2 separate regions of the Mus musculus genome follow, and region 2 is linked to region 1. Evidence: chromatin contacts called from public Hi-C data. All regions are on one chromosome and are shown on one strand. The core of a region is the stretch at or near the end of the contact, and the rest is flanking DNA. Distances in the headings are between cores, read along the strand shown.

Region 1 (7,349 bases), core at 1,334-3,833:
ACTTTTCCTTTTGTAGTAAAGTCATTACAACAAGACCTATACCAGAGTTGGTTTTCCAGATGTCAACCAGAGCCGCAAGTTCACAAAAGTCCAGTGTCTGGAAAAGAGTTCTTTTTTTTTTCATTCTTTGTTATTGATTTCTTGACATACTTTTTTTTTTCCTCCCCCAAAACAGCATTTCTTTGTGTAGTCTTGGCTGTCCTGGTACTTACCCTGTAGACCAGTCAGGCCTCAAAATCACAGAAATCTGCCTGCCTCTGCTTCTAGAGCGCTGGGATTAAAGGGCGGTGCCACCACCACCTGGCAACATTCCTTTTATTTGAACAAGGCCTCCTCCATTTTTATTTTGCATGGGATCTGGCATTGTGGGTAGCCAGTTTCATCTACACTGTGCCTAGAGAGGGAAGTAAGCAGCCACTCCCACAGGATTTGCTGTTCTTCACACCATTGGTCATCCTGATAGACACACTGGGTCTCTTATCCTGAGTCCCCAAAAATAGATCCTTAAGACACATCTCTGCTTCCAAAGTATACTAGACCAAGTTTCCCCTGAGAGTTGCTGGGCATCCAGAATTCTTTAGCATCTCCCTTTATGGCTACAGGTCCTTTTTTTTTTTTTTTTTTTTTGGGTCAGATCTTATTTAAGAAAACTGTACCTTCCCCAACCCCTGCCCAGTTCACAAACATTCCAAGTGCCTGTTGGTGAGTTAGGCTAAATTTGGCAGCAGGTGAACATTAAAAGAATGCTAAATCAGGCAACATGTTCTATTTAGGAACTTGTCTGTACTTTGCTCTCAGTGTGCAGCTCATTTGAGATGGAGGAAGTGTATTTCCAAGAAGGCAAATACCTTCTTTACCATGATACAGCACTGAGAAAAACCCCTGACAGCAGGAGGCAGTGATGTCTCTGTACCTGATTCTTTCTGTTAAACAGGTGAGGACATCTCTAGGTACCCTTTAGATGTCTCAGGCATTCAATTCCTGCAAAAGCCACTACCCCTTTTCGTAGTGATTTTAAAATTCTCTCTAGTGAATTGCTGAGAGTAACTGCTGCCCCAGACTCTCCACTGGGATACCGGAAGCAGCACCTCAGTCCCTTCTATGGATGGATGGTCACATGAAACATGATATTCATGGACCGGAAGTCTCTTTCGGCCTGGAGGAGGAAGCTTCACGCATTCTTTGGTTCTGACTCTTCGCAGCTCTGGTTGAGGGCAGACTCCCTCAGCACCAATAGAAGCTCAAGCATCCTTGGAACGGAAAGCAGGCTGATGGCCCATATATTGGCTGCTCTGCCCAGCCCTTCACCCATAGTCCTCCCTTCGCCTGGGTTCTTTTGGAAATGGGTTTCCGGAGCTTGACACATGTTTCTTTGTCTAGCCCCAGCTGTTGGAATCTGTCTTCATTCATGAGACAGGAAGGGGGCTCTCAGAGCTGCTGCTGTAGTCTGACGTCATGGGGCAGCCACTCAAATTAATCCCGGGGACTGTGCAAAAGCACCCTTGGAGCTGGTGCTTCCCTTCTAATGTAATCCTTACGCTTTATCTCAACCTGTGTGGCGAGACCTGATCCTCAGACAAGAGAAAAGGAAGCTGAAGCTCCGAGCCCAAGTGGGAGGCAAAGTCCCATGGCTGTGCACACTGACAGCGCCTGTACCACCTTCCCCTTCTTACCAAGAGGGAGGGTGGGAACCAACCCGGGCTGTGGGAAATTCTGTGTCATATTGGGGAGTATAGAGGATTCTGTACCAGGTTTCATTTACCCCCCTGCCAGGCGGCATCCCCAGGGGCTATGAGGGATCGAAAACAATAACTATATGCTTCATTCATCAGAAGGAGTCTTGCTCCAAGTTGCTCTGCTCTCCGACTGTAATGGCAGGAAAAGCTTCAACTGAGCCCAGTTTAATTAATGCTGATCTCACAGGCGGAGCTGTTGGCTTACAGCGAGAGGGCTGAGCACAGACACGAGGCAGGAAAAATCGCAGGGGCCCAAGAGCAGGGTGTGTTCAATGATCCCTTCTTTCTGAGACAGAGAATTGGCTTTCTAGTAAACTCCCAGGGGACGTTTCCTTTCACTGTCTCTTGCTGTCATCTCTCAAGGAAAATGTACCTTGGAACCTGGAGGGCAACTAAGCTTCTGATGTCATTCAATCCACAGACAGGAGAGGCGTCCTTGCACTTAGTCCCTTACCAGTGCCTTCACTTCATCTAGGCTTTTACTGGAAACCTTGAAGATTGTTAAGAGTACCCTACGCAGTGTGGCCAGACAGTCACCAGGGAGGACGAGGGGTGGGGGCGGGGACCAGTGCTGATTTGGATCAGAGGAGGAAAGCATGACACGAGAGCTGAGTCTATTTCTCTACCTCTGCCTGTGAACCCAAAAGCCCCTGCGTTCCCAGGTGCTTCCTTCTGCTCAGTGCCAGGGAGGAAGTAATTATGGGACGGTGACTGGAGAATTCAGAAGGATAGGCACTGCTTGGCATCGACAGGCTCTCCTTGTTCACACCTGCTGTCTGTCATAGCTAAGGCAGCTACCCTGACATGGGGAGGATAGGACACCTACTCAGCACCACACAGCCAGACTAGGAAGGCCAGAGCATGGGCTGTACTTTAAATGGGCCATTGACATTAAAGGAACGCCTCTTCTCTCTAATCTGAGAGGAAAGGAGAAGGCCAATGGGAGGAGTCCTGAGATAGCCTGCTGTGTCTTCTGTGAGTGGGAGTTACACATACTGTGCTCTGAGTCAAAGAAGAGAAGGACCGAGGGAGACTTGGAATTCAGCTTCCTGCCCATCCTTACTCTTGTTCATCCACTGCATGGCCAAGTGGAGAGAGATCACAAACACACCAAGGTTTTCAATCTTCCCCCAAAATGGAACCATGCAAACCATTAGAAACGGAGCCTGTGTCCTCTGATAAACACGTTCACAGGGAGTTGTGGGAACAGATGCAAGGCAGGCACTAACACTGCCTGACCCTACTAGGATGCTTGCTGAATGGTGGGACCTGGAGTTCTAGCAAGAAACTCTGCATCTGGCCTTTTCTATGAGCCTAGATAGAAGTCATGTTCTCTGGTATCAGGCCGGGTAGGCTCAAGTCTACCCTAGCTACCTATGAAACCTGCCCAAAGTCGTTCAGCTTCTCTGAGCTTGTTTCCCTGTCTGTCAAAGAGAGATCACATCTCTACTTGTTTTATGGTGAGGCCCTACTGTGTGTAATTCTGAGGGAGTATATTACCAAGTCTAAGGCTAAAGACTGGAGCCTCTTTTTCGTTACCTTGTTCTCTAGTTGCTCTTACATGCAAGGTCAAAGATAGTGGGTATTCCATGCTGTCACCCCTATTTAGTTTAAAAAAGGATTCTCCAAAAACCAAGCTCAGGGCCTGGACACCTCATTTGTGTGTCTATCTAGAAGCCTAAATAGGGAAGCCTGAAGCACATTGGGTAGGAGTTGAAATCTGCCCCAGCTGTGTGATCAAGGACATGTTATGTACCCTGTCTGGTTATATAAGACTCCCCAGTAGTGATGTAAGGCTAATGACACATTTCCCCCAAGTTTGTTGCAAAAATTAAACAAAATCATCTGAGTTTAGGACTGGACATGTAGTGGAAACCCCCTTGTGTCTTCAACACGGGGCCTCAGTGGTTGTTCTGTAGAACATTTTTTGGATCATAAATAAATATCTTCTCAGCCATCACTTTTGGAGTTGGGAGAGGCCATTCTACTCCATTGAGTCTTTTCCCAAGGCCTTGGTACAGCTGTGGTCTTTCAGTTCCTTATTCCTGCTTACCTCTGCATTCTAGGAGGAAAGTCATTCAGGAACTTGGCTATTCAAAAATAAGGTGGCTCAAAGTTCACATGGCTACGGGTAGGGTTAGGTCTTTGTGTGTGTTGAAGTCACTCAGAATTCCTTAGAACAAGGAGAAAGAGAAAAAGCTGGCAATCCATCCTGAACACACCCACTCTTGGAAGCTCAGCAAGGTGGGTCTTAGTTAGTACTCAGATGGGAGATAAGGTAAGAAAGCTGCAGTCTATGATGCTCAGGTATGTGTGGTATCTTTTATCATTTGTCTTCCTGGATAAGGTCTCTGGCCTTCAGAAGTTGAAGGAGCAAAAAGTTCAGCTCCCTGAAGCCAGTGGCAACTGATAACCAAGCACTTACATGTGCTGCTCGTCCCTCTCTGAGATCCACAGGTCTGTGCTTTACCTGTATACACTGTAAGCATCATTGATTGATCCTTGTTCTGCCTCTGATCTGCATCCTCCCCATGGGCCGCATCCTTCCCTGTGATTCTCATCCCCCCTGGACCACATCCAGTCTGACAGCCACATCCTATCTGTGCTCTGTCTTCTTGTGCTTCCCCATCCCCACATCCTTATTCTCCGTATGATCCACATCCATGTTCTTGTCCACATCCTCCCCAGTCGTTGGCAGCGCCCACGAAAACCAGCTGTACTAATTGTTCCTTTCCCCAGGTCCAGGGGCTCTCAGTGAGTCAGCACTAGGTTGTCTTGGAGTTCCTGGCAGTGTTGTCCATGACAGCACCACCACTCTTGTCCATGCCAGTCCTCTGTTATTTCCCTGCCCCAAGTCCCCACGGCTATGTCTGCTCCACTGCCTGAGACCTGCTTTCCGAGATCCCTCACAAGACACTTGACTCCAGGGAGCACTCCTGGTACCACAGATCTGGCAAGATAACCTTCTCTGTGTTCACACAGTGCTAGTCCTCCACTGTGGCCATCCCTCATATTTATCCTGATATTGCCTCCTCCCTCAGACTGAGAACACTCTGAGGGTAGTGGATGGCCCCTGGTATCTCTATGCCCAAGCTGGACAGCTACAAAGCTGATCAGATAAGTGACTGTGCTCCAGGAACAGATAAACCCAGAAATCTTAGCGGCTCAGGACTTTAAGGTTAATTTCGCACATTCAAGTTCATTGCTGGTCTAGCATTTTCCTCTGCTGTGTCTTTTTGAGCATTAATCGCCATTGAGCACCTGGCCTCCAGTCCCAGCATCCTTCTGTCCACTCCTATTGTCCAGAAGCATCCATGTGACCTAGGCTACTCACAAGTGAGCCCTGGGTAATACGGGAGCTTCAGAAAGCTCTAGACCTATCTGAGAAGGGCTTGTGGAGGTAGGGAAGGACATCCCCACAGGCAGAGAGGAGGCTTCCTCGCAGGCTGAGTGAAATGAAGCTACATCCCTGTCACCTCAGTCAGAGACCTGAGTTCAGATGAAACTCTGCTGCTTGAAAACAAGGGGCAGGACCCTGGAAACGCCCGATTTAGCCCTGTCAGTCTCCAAGCAGCACAGTGTTCCCAGCTCTCGGAGTCCTTTGTCCTCTGTAAGCTCCCTTAGCCTGCAGAGGTGACTTCTTTATTCTCTGAGCTGCTATTTATAACTTCCAAAGCACCCCTACTCCTTTGGTTCTGTATCGAGGTTCAGAAAAAGAGCCTCTCCCCCCGGCACCCCCCGGCACCCCCCGGCACCCCCCCCCCGCACTCCCCCACCCCATTGCCAGGCCTCTCTCCCCCAGAGCAATCCCGTAAATAAAGGATGAAAGGCCCCGTAATTATTACCATTCGACAACACAGAGACTGTCAAAACCAGGAGTCCAACAAAGGCCTGTACATAAATCACAGCTGATACAATGGCTCTTAGCTGAAGGGGAGAGGGCTTAGAGTCTCAGCGCGGCTGAAAGGAGGTTTGTGTCTGGGGGAGGAGTCACGGGAGTCACGCAGCCCTGGGGAAAGAGATAGGCTGAATGTCTGAACAGAGTGCCAGCCTCATCAACGTGCTAACACACCAAAGACAGGGTAGCTATTGAACGGAACTCGAGTGAAAATCCCGGGAAAGACTCCAGATGTGGCATCTCCACAGTGCTGGTGAGGTTACACCGCATCAGCAGGTTACAGTCTAGCCTGGCAGGGTGTTGTTCCCTACAAAGATACCCTGGCTTGCAGCTCTGCCAGTCAAGAGCCGCCTACAGCCGGGGTGTAGACCAGGGTTTGTGGAGTCAGCAAGGGCTCTCTGGGTTTGAAGAGAGATCAAGTGGGCTGGGCTGCCGGCTAGCTTCCACAGTGTGTGTATGTGTGAGTGGGGGCGTGTGCGTGTGTATGTGTGCTTGCCTATGCCTGTGCTTGGAGGTGAGGTTGCAGGCATTTTCTGATAGGCAGAAAGGAGGATACACTCCTTGGTGACAAATGCTATTGCTGAGCCAAGCCGGATCTCTTCAGTACTTGTCTGTGCAACGGAGATTTCTTGATAACATTGAGAAGCGTTGTCTTCTGGGTCAGAGTTTACGTCTTTGGGCACAATTATTGCTTTTGAGTTAGCCATTCGGTGGTCCCTTAAGAACTCAGTCGAGGGGCTTGGGAGATAGCTCATCAATAAGCGCTTACCTTGGGAGCACAAGGACATGATTCCCAGAACTCACATTAAAAACAAGCTGGGTGTGGTTGTGCACACTTGGAATCTCAGTGTTAGGGAGGAGGCAGGTGGGTTTCTGGGACTTCTTAGCCCACCCCCTCAGCAAGTTGCAGAATGCTAAACTATCTGCCATTTAAAAAAAATGTAGAGAGCACCTGAAGATTGCCCTTTAACCTCCAGCTCCATTTGCATATATACGCATAAACAGGTATGTACACAAGTGTGCCTGAATCCACATGAACATGCGCATACATACATGCAAATGCACACGGAATTCAGTGGCTTTAACAGATTGCTGGTGACTGTTCTTATGCATCATGTACTGCTTGGTATTTATGAATTTCAGATGGATTTCTTTATCTGAAGAAATTGTCCTTAACATATAAACAAAGGGAAGGAGTTAGATACAGGTCCAGAAGCCATATCGTGCATGACCAGTGTAGACAGACACCTACTGGAGGTGTGCTGAGAAGCACTGACTTTGGAGACCACTCATATGATGCTCCTGGATTGACGACACTGGGTGCCATTGACTCTTTCAGAGCTTCAACAGTGTTGGATTGTTAATAGGACTGTAAGGATGAAAAAAGAATCCTGGGGCCAATAAAATGGCTCAGAAGATAAAGGTGCTTGCCACACTTGCTTGATGACCCAAGTTCCATTCCTGGGACCCATATAAGGGTGGAAGGAGGCACACATTCGTTGTGTGTGTGCTCCACACACCCTTGTATACACACACACACACACACACACACACACACTAGCAGCAGCAGCAGCAGCAACTACAATTTAAGAAGGAAATTCTAATTGTCCTGTTAGGCTGTTCTCGACCATGGCATTGGTGACGTTTTAAATCAATAGGAGAGCAAGCATAGCTTGTGAGGCAGGTTAGCATCACTCTGTGACCTCATTCTACCA
Region 2 (7,349 bases), core at 3,519-6,018, 240 kb before region 1:
TCCTGAGGCTGGGTTAGACTACCACGGAGTTTCTGCTTCCTTAAAGATTGCTCCATGCTGCACATAGCTAGCTCTTCTTTATGCTTCATCCTTATCTCAGGGGACCTTTTGTCCATCCATCTTCTGGAGATCAGAGGATGGACACCAATTTCACAAAACCCTCAGAGTTTCCCAAGAAACTTTGTTCGTTTCTTAGCTCTAACCTTATCCAGTGCTTTTCCTGTAGCTCTTCCTGTCTCTAAAAATGAGAGGACCTCTTCTCTCTATACTCAAGGTCATTATGAAAATGTAGGTTATACTATATAAAAAAAAAAAAAACAGAGGAAAGTGTCTCTAGTAACTCAGTTTCAGAGGTAGCTACTCTTGAAATTTTGGTACAGATATTCCTAGACATTTCCATACATAGACAAATACACATAAAAATGTCTATTTCATATCTGCGGAAGGTCATTCCTTAATATTCTCAAAGTAATTATATGGGAGTTTAATCTCTTATTAAGAATAAATGGGCCTCTGGAACCAGTGGCCACTTCTGAATAAGGCATAAGTATTTCAACCTCACAAGAGTAAAGGAAATAAAGGGCCTAAGGTAAATTGCAAATGCTACCAAATGTGATCAGTCATTATGAGCTATTAGCACAATTTGCATAATCTTCTTCTGAGATGGGCAGAGGTATTCCAAGATAGAGCCTCCAGCCACCCATTCCTAGACATTCACAACCTTCCGTTTGCCCCTTCTGACCTTGAACCCAGGAACTGGATGGGTAGAAGCATTTTAGATGGATAGGTGAGCATTTTAGAGAGCCACGTGTACATCTTTTCCAGGGAGACTTTCCTTAAACACGGTCCTAGGATGTGTGGACAGTCCTCTTTGGAGTTGGCAACTCAGGGACTATCTTGCCTCTCCCTGCCCTAATCGCTTCTTTCACAGCCTTTGTGCAGCAGTCTTTCACTGGGGCCCAACACAAAGCCGGGGTGAGCTGAGGTCAGATTTTCAACCTTTGCCTCTGGATTTCCTGTCTTTTGTGGAGTGGACAACAGATTATACCACCCAGCTTCCTGTCATATCAGCACTGGGGCTCCCCTGTGGCTGCACCAGCCCATGCCAGGAGGTTGGGAAATTCTTTTTGAAACAGGAAGACAGAGGATCTCCATCCCCGCCCAGCCATGCAGAATACTCTTTTTTTTTTTTGTTTTGTTTTGTTTTGTTGTTGTTGTTTTTTTTTTTTTTTTTGGTTAGTTGGTTGGTTTTTGTTGCTTTTGTTGTTGTTGTTATTGCTGTTGTTGTTGTTGTTGTTTTGAGATGAGGTTTCTCAGTGTAGCCCAGGCTATGCTGGAATTAGCTCTGTAGACCAGGATGGCCTCAAAAATCACAGAGATCTGCCTGCCTCTGCCTCCCCAGTGCTGGGACAGTCCCACCACTGTCCAGCAGCCCAGACTCTCTTATTGTAGAACATTATTTGAGGTCTTCTGGTCATTAAAAATGACTTCAAAACGCTCGGTAAATGGCTTAGTGGGTAAAGTGCTAGTGGGACAAGCAGGAGGACCCGAGTTTGGATCTCTCCAAGCCATATGGATCCAGACTTGGTAACATGAATCTGTAATCCTGAACTCATACGATAAGATGAGAGAAGACAGGCAACATCCGCCTCCCACCCCCCAAAGCTAGAAGCTCAAAAGCCAGTCAGCCTTGGTGAATGCAGTGGCAAACAAGAGACCATGTCTCAGAAGGAAGTAGAGGGTGTGGGCTGACACCAGAGGAGGTCCTCTGACATGCAAGACTGCTGTAGCAAGCACACATTGGCACACACAAACACCCATCTGTCCATATACTACTTCCCTAGGCACAAATGTTTGTTTGTTTGTTTGTTTAAAGATGTATTTATTTGTATATGTTTGAATACATTGTTGCTGTCTTCAGGACATCGAATCCCATTACAGATAGTTGTGAACCACCATGTGGTTGCTGGGAATTGAACTCAGAACTCCTGGAAAAGCAGTCAGTGCTCCCAACTGCTGAGCTATCTCTCCAGCCCCAAATGTTTTTTTTTTTGTTTTTGCTTTTAAATGACATAAGATTTTAATTATGACAGCATCCTAAGTATGACTTGAAATAATACAGGATACACACACACACACACACACATGCACACGTATAAATAGCCAATCAGGTGCCCATGCAAAAACCTAAAAGCCTCTGTTGTTTCCCCAGATTACATGGAGGAAGGATTGAGCCGATTCCCAAAGTTGTCTTCTGACCACACACATAACGTAACACAACACATGCATGTATACATGTATGTGTACCCTCCATCACACACACATGTAATAATAATAAAAGTCCATATAATTCAAATATATGTGTGTGTGTATGTATAGATATATATTTCCATTAAACCAAGGTGGGCAGATGCCAGTCTGCCTCATTTGTATCCCAGACTATGCAACACCAAAGAACAATGACTGTCTTTGATAGTAGACATAATATGTGCTTCATAAACTAGGAAATGAGGAATCTTAGCAAGATTGCAGCTGTAAGGAGAGGAACTGGGCTTGATGTAGGGTATGTATAGGAGGTATTAATTCCCGAGAGCTACTGTAACAAAGTACCTGGAGCCACAACACTTAAAAGCCAGAAATTCAGTTCTCACCCTTCTCCGGGCTGGAAATCAAAGTCAGGATGTCTGGGGCGGGGTAGTTCCTTGAGGGCTGGAGGGAGAATCTTTTACAACCTTCTCCTACTTCTGTGGGCAGCTGGTAGTCCTTAGTGTTTGTGTTTGCATCCTTGCCTCTGTCTTCTGGTGACATTTTTTTCTCAAATAGGACTGTTTACTGTTTCTATCCAGCTTCCTTCCTTCCTCCCCCCCCCCCCTTTTTTTTTTTCCAAGACAGGGTTTCTCTGTAGCCCTGGCTGTCCTGGAACTCACTTTGTAGACAAGGCTGGCCTTGAACTCAGAAAGTGTTGGGATTAAAGGCGTGTGCCACCACCCCCAGCTCCTCCTTTTTTAAAAGGATGTCAGTTATACCAGGTTAGAAGTCAGCCCTACCTACCCCAGTTTGACCTCATCTACAATGATTATATCTGCAAGCCCCTAAGGTCAGCTTCAATAGATCCAGTCCATAGCAGGGGCTCAGCTTGGTGGACTGTTTGCTATCTGTTCTTGCCAGGCCATCTCCTGAGTTCTCTAAGTACAGACAAGCTAGGACAGTCATCACCCGAGGTACTTACAGCCTGGAAGAAGGAGCCAGAGGCCAGGACTATGTGTCACTGTGCAGTAAACAGTGTGCAGGGGATCTGAGGATTCAACTGGGCAGACAAGGGTTCTTTTCAAAGGGTCTTTCACCAATAGTGTGTTGAGGGGAGGGTCTCGGAGAAGGTGACAGCCTGCAGAGGGAAGCCAATGACTCAGAGGGGCAGGAATATGGTGTTAAACTGGGCATGGGTGGCACATTGATGTAAGTAACCCTTAGCACTTGTGAGGCTGGAGCATGCCTCAGCTTTGAAGCCAGCCTGGCTATGAACTGAAACCCCTGTCTCAAGCAAAATGAAAAGCTACGTGTTTCTGACTCCAAAATAGTGTCGGAGGATCAACTTCGCAGGAAGGCTTTAGGAGAACCACTTCTGCCTGAATCAGTTCCTGTGCTAAATATCCTGATAAGAAAGCAACTGAGGGGAGAAAGGATGATAGTCCGTCAAGGCAGGAACTGGAAGCGACTGGTCACTTCCCATTCGAGCCTAGCAACAGAAATAAAAGCAAGCGCAAAGGAACTTCCTGCTCCCCTCCATCCTTCTCACTCTTAGACCATCCAGGGTCCATCTCAAGGAAATGGGGCCACCCAAAGTCAGCCTGGGTCTTCCTACTTCAATTAGCCACTTAAGAAAACTCTCACAGGTATGACCTCAGACCAAACAGATCCAGGCAGTTAGCTAGCTTCTCACTGGTGCTCTCTTCCAAGGTAATTTTTAAGTCAAATGGACAGCTATCCGTCCTCAAGAAACCTCACAGTGGTTCTCAACCTGGGGGGAGTCAAAGGACCTTTTCACAGAGGACATCTAAGACTATTAGAAAACACAGATTCATAACAGTAGCAAAATTACAGTTATGAAGTAGCAATAAAAATAATTTTATGATGGGTTCATCATAACATGAGGAACTGTATAAAGGGTCACAACATTAGGAAGGCGGAGAACCACTGCTCTAGAAAGAGAAAATTTTCTGTCCACTAGGTGACCTAAGGGACTACTTCCCTCTAACATTTCCCTTCTCTTCCCCCCTCCCAGCCCCCCTCTCCCTCACACAATCCATAACCCCCCCTCCTTTCCCTCCTTACTCCCCTCCTCCTCTTCCTTTGCTTTCCATTGCTGAATATGGAACTCAGAGCCTGCAGACAAGCTTTGTACCTCTGAGCCCCACCCCCAGTTCCTTTACCTGCCCCCCTCTCACTAATCTATCCCCAGTCCCACTATGCTGGCCTCAGGTCTGGGCTTTTCTCGCCCCAGTAGCAAAACATCAGTGCAGAGTTGGATAAAATGTTTCAACTGCCTAAAAGCATTCCTTTGATTCTTTTTCGTAGCTGTGAATGATGACTCGTTTCACACGTGAAAATAAGTGGCATGTCTACCTGGAAATAGACTGTGCCCTCCCTGCTTAATGGGGTGACTGTCTTAGAACAGGGTGTCAGGTAAAGGCACAGAGCAACAGAGAGTGAAAGGCTGGGCCTGGAACAATCTCAGCTGTAGACAGGGCTCCGTGGCTTTCCCACCAGAATGCCGGTTGCAGCTGTGCTGGGTTAGCCTCCTCCTGAGAATTGTTAACCAAAGTTACTTAGTCACTACTGTAGAGTGAGAAACACAAGGTGTTTTCTGCAGAAATGCAAACGTTTGTTTGGCTCCATCATCAGATCCCGGGTAGGGAGTTAGAGCATAAGAAAGTGAGGTTGGTCTGGTGGACACTGCACATTTTGTTCTGAACTGAACCTTGATCCTTGGGAAAAGTAACAAGTGCTCTTAAGCACCCAGCTGGCTCTGCAGCCCGTTGCATTGGTTACATTTGTGACCCTGGTGGGAGGGAGGCTGAGGACTGGATACATCTGACTTTACCCCCGGGCAGATTTGAGATCCTCTTCACAAAACTAGGACAACAAAGATCATACATGAAAGGTAATACTTAAAGAGATATCACACACAAAATCATATACAGGGTTTGGGGTATAGTTCTGGAGTAGAGCCCCCATGCCTAGTGTAAGGACTGTCTTCTAGACCCAGTACATAAAAACAAAACAGCAGGAAATCTGTGCCGGAGTTACTTGTTTGGTGTGGGGGTGGGGCGTGGATCTGTGTGTATAGGTATGCTTGCTCAGGGAAGGCCAGAGATCTACCTCAGGTGTTGTTTCTCAGCAACAATCCATACTGTCTTTTAAGACAGGCTCTCCTGCTGTGACACATCTGCTAAACTGGCTAGCCACCGAGCCCCAAGAATCTACTTCCCACCTCCCCATGCTGTGGCTCTAAGAGCTTGCTACCATGCCTGGCTTTTATGTGGGTCCTAGGGATCAAATTCAGGCACCCACGTCTTGCCAAAAGAACTAGCTCTCCAAATCTTTATTTTTATTATATGTATTTTTTTCTTAGTATATGTGTGTGTGTATGTGTTTGTGCAGTGTGTGCATCCTGTACTGGACTGAATCCACTCCTTTGCACATGCTACTGAACTATATTGTACCATTTAGAGATATCCCAACCTTTTAAAACACATACACACTCACACACACACACACACACACACACACACAGAGGCGTGTGCGCAGGGATGGGGATCTAAATAGCTAAGTGAATCTCCACCCCTCCACCTCCTACCCCACCCCTGTGGAGCTTGCATTTGCAACCCCCAAGTAGCTGAAATTACAGATCATCGTGCTAGACTGGCAGTATTAATAGACAGTGATGTACGTGTTTCATGTGTTTGTTCGGCTTTTTTTTTTTGGGATTGACTCTAACCATGTAAAGCAGGCTGGCCTCACCCCAGCAGCAGATTCTCCTGCCTCTGTTTCCCCGTGCCTGGATTACAGGTGCGTGCAACCACACCCAGCTGTAAACCATCTCTCTAATAATGTTTCTTTCATTCTAGGGTTGCCTCTTTGTGCGACAACAATTTTGTAATAATATTCCCTGTAGAGACTGGAAAGGAAAAGCAATCTTTTTTCTCAAGTACAAAATAGATCATCTTTTTTTTTGAATAAAATATATACTTTACAAAAATGTTTAGCAATTGAAAAATTTGGGAAAATCCTGCCCCAAGCGTCTTTGCTGGAGATTTCAAGGTCTTCCTGTATGGTGGTTGATCTCAAATACTTTATGTTGCTAACTTTCATTAACATGTTTGTGATAGAAATTTGGGGCTATCTTGATGGAGTCAATATTTCATATTTTGGAAAACAGGCTGGAGACTTATGCCAGGGGAGTGGCCAGGCAGGTCAAAAAAAAAAAAAAAAAAAAAAACCAGCTCTTTTCCTTTATTATTATTTTTTAAATACGGTGTCTCATATAGTCAAGCATGGCTTTGAACTAGCTTGTAGCAGCTGAGGATAGCCTTGAACTCCTGATTCTCTTTCCTCTTCCTTGAGTTCTGGGATTCCAGGTGTGTGGCTAGCAGTCTTGAACTTCTGATCTTCCTGTTTCCAATTCCATAGTATTGAAATTCCAGGCATGCTCCACCAAGACTACCTTGTTTTCTCTTTTTGAAACAGGGTCTTGCTCTCTAGCCCCCACTGGTCTAGAACTTTCAATCCTCTTGCCTGCATCTACCATGTGTTGAAATCCCGGGAATCAGCCATCACACACAGCAAAATTATAAAGCACAGCCAGAAAGAATATATAAACCAGAGGAGTCTATTACTGAGGCCTTTGCAGGAGTGGGTGGAGTTAGAACTCCGAACTCAATTCGTTGGTTCAGTGGAGAATCTACTCTGCTTAAAGGAAAGATTAGCCAACTATTTACAGTCACCTATTTTCTTTCCAATCCTTATTAGAGTGCTTTGAGGAACAGTGTAGTCAGCTCTCCGTGTATGTGTGATGTGCATCAGGGACTCGCTGGACACAAATCGAGAAACAGTCCAAAAACAGAGTTGCTGAGGCTAAATATGTACTACCTGATATCCTAGTCTCTGAACATGTGAGGTCTAACCATTCTTACACAGCCTTTACATTGAGTTAGCACTGTGGGTCAAAGCTGGTTACTCTATGTCCACTGATGGGAGCAAGAGTTTAATCCCCACTTCCCGCTATTAAGAAATGGGACCTTTATGGGAAGAACATTTAGAGGTGGAGTGTTTAGAAAGTGATCAGGATC

Evidence for each region. A called contact is a pair of places that touch in the nucleus more often than the background predicts.
Region 2: a Hi-C map of Sertoli cells shows a contact between it and region 1, with 2.2 times the contacts expected there. The contact joins two enhancer-like sites. A contact is called at or near these places in 1 of 15 datasets of contacts at CTCF or cohesin (large pre-B cells), 17 of 484 Hi-C or Micro-C datasets (the Ba/F3 cell line, the N1E-115 cell line, Sertoli cells and 10 more), 23 of 115 datasets of contacts at active chromatin or transcription factors (the 230-238 cell line, SST interneurons, astrocytes and 14 more) and 1 of 9 other capture datasets (adipose tissue).

The regions. Positions count from the first base shown.
Region 1 is chr12:12,679,200-12,686,548 of GRCm38.p6, reverse strand. No RefSeq gene overlaps it. Among named protein-coding and RNA genes, the nearest start is that of Gm34637, 13 kb to the right of the region's middle. Within about 2 kb of position 2,583, at least 50 of the 459 cell types and tissues checked have an H3K27ac peak or open chromatin away from gene starts, as enhancers often do. A contact at or near this core is called in Sertoli cells, where this site is marked.
Region 2 is chr12:12,918,375-12,925,723 of GRCm38.p6, reverse strand. No RefSeq gene overlaps it. Among named protein-coding and RNA genes, the nearest start is that of Gm40271, 13 kb to the right of the region's middle. Within about 2 kb of position 4,768, at least 26 of the 459 cell types and tissues checked have an H3K27ac peak or open chromatin away from gene starts, as enhancers often do. A contact at or near this core is called in Sertoli cells, where this site is marked.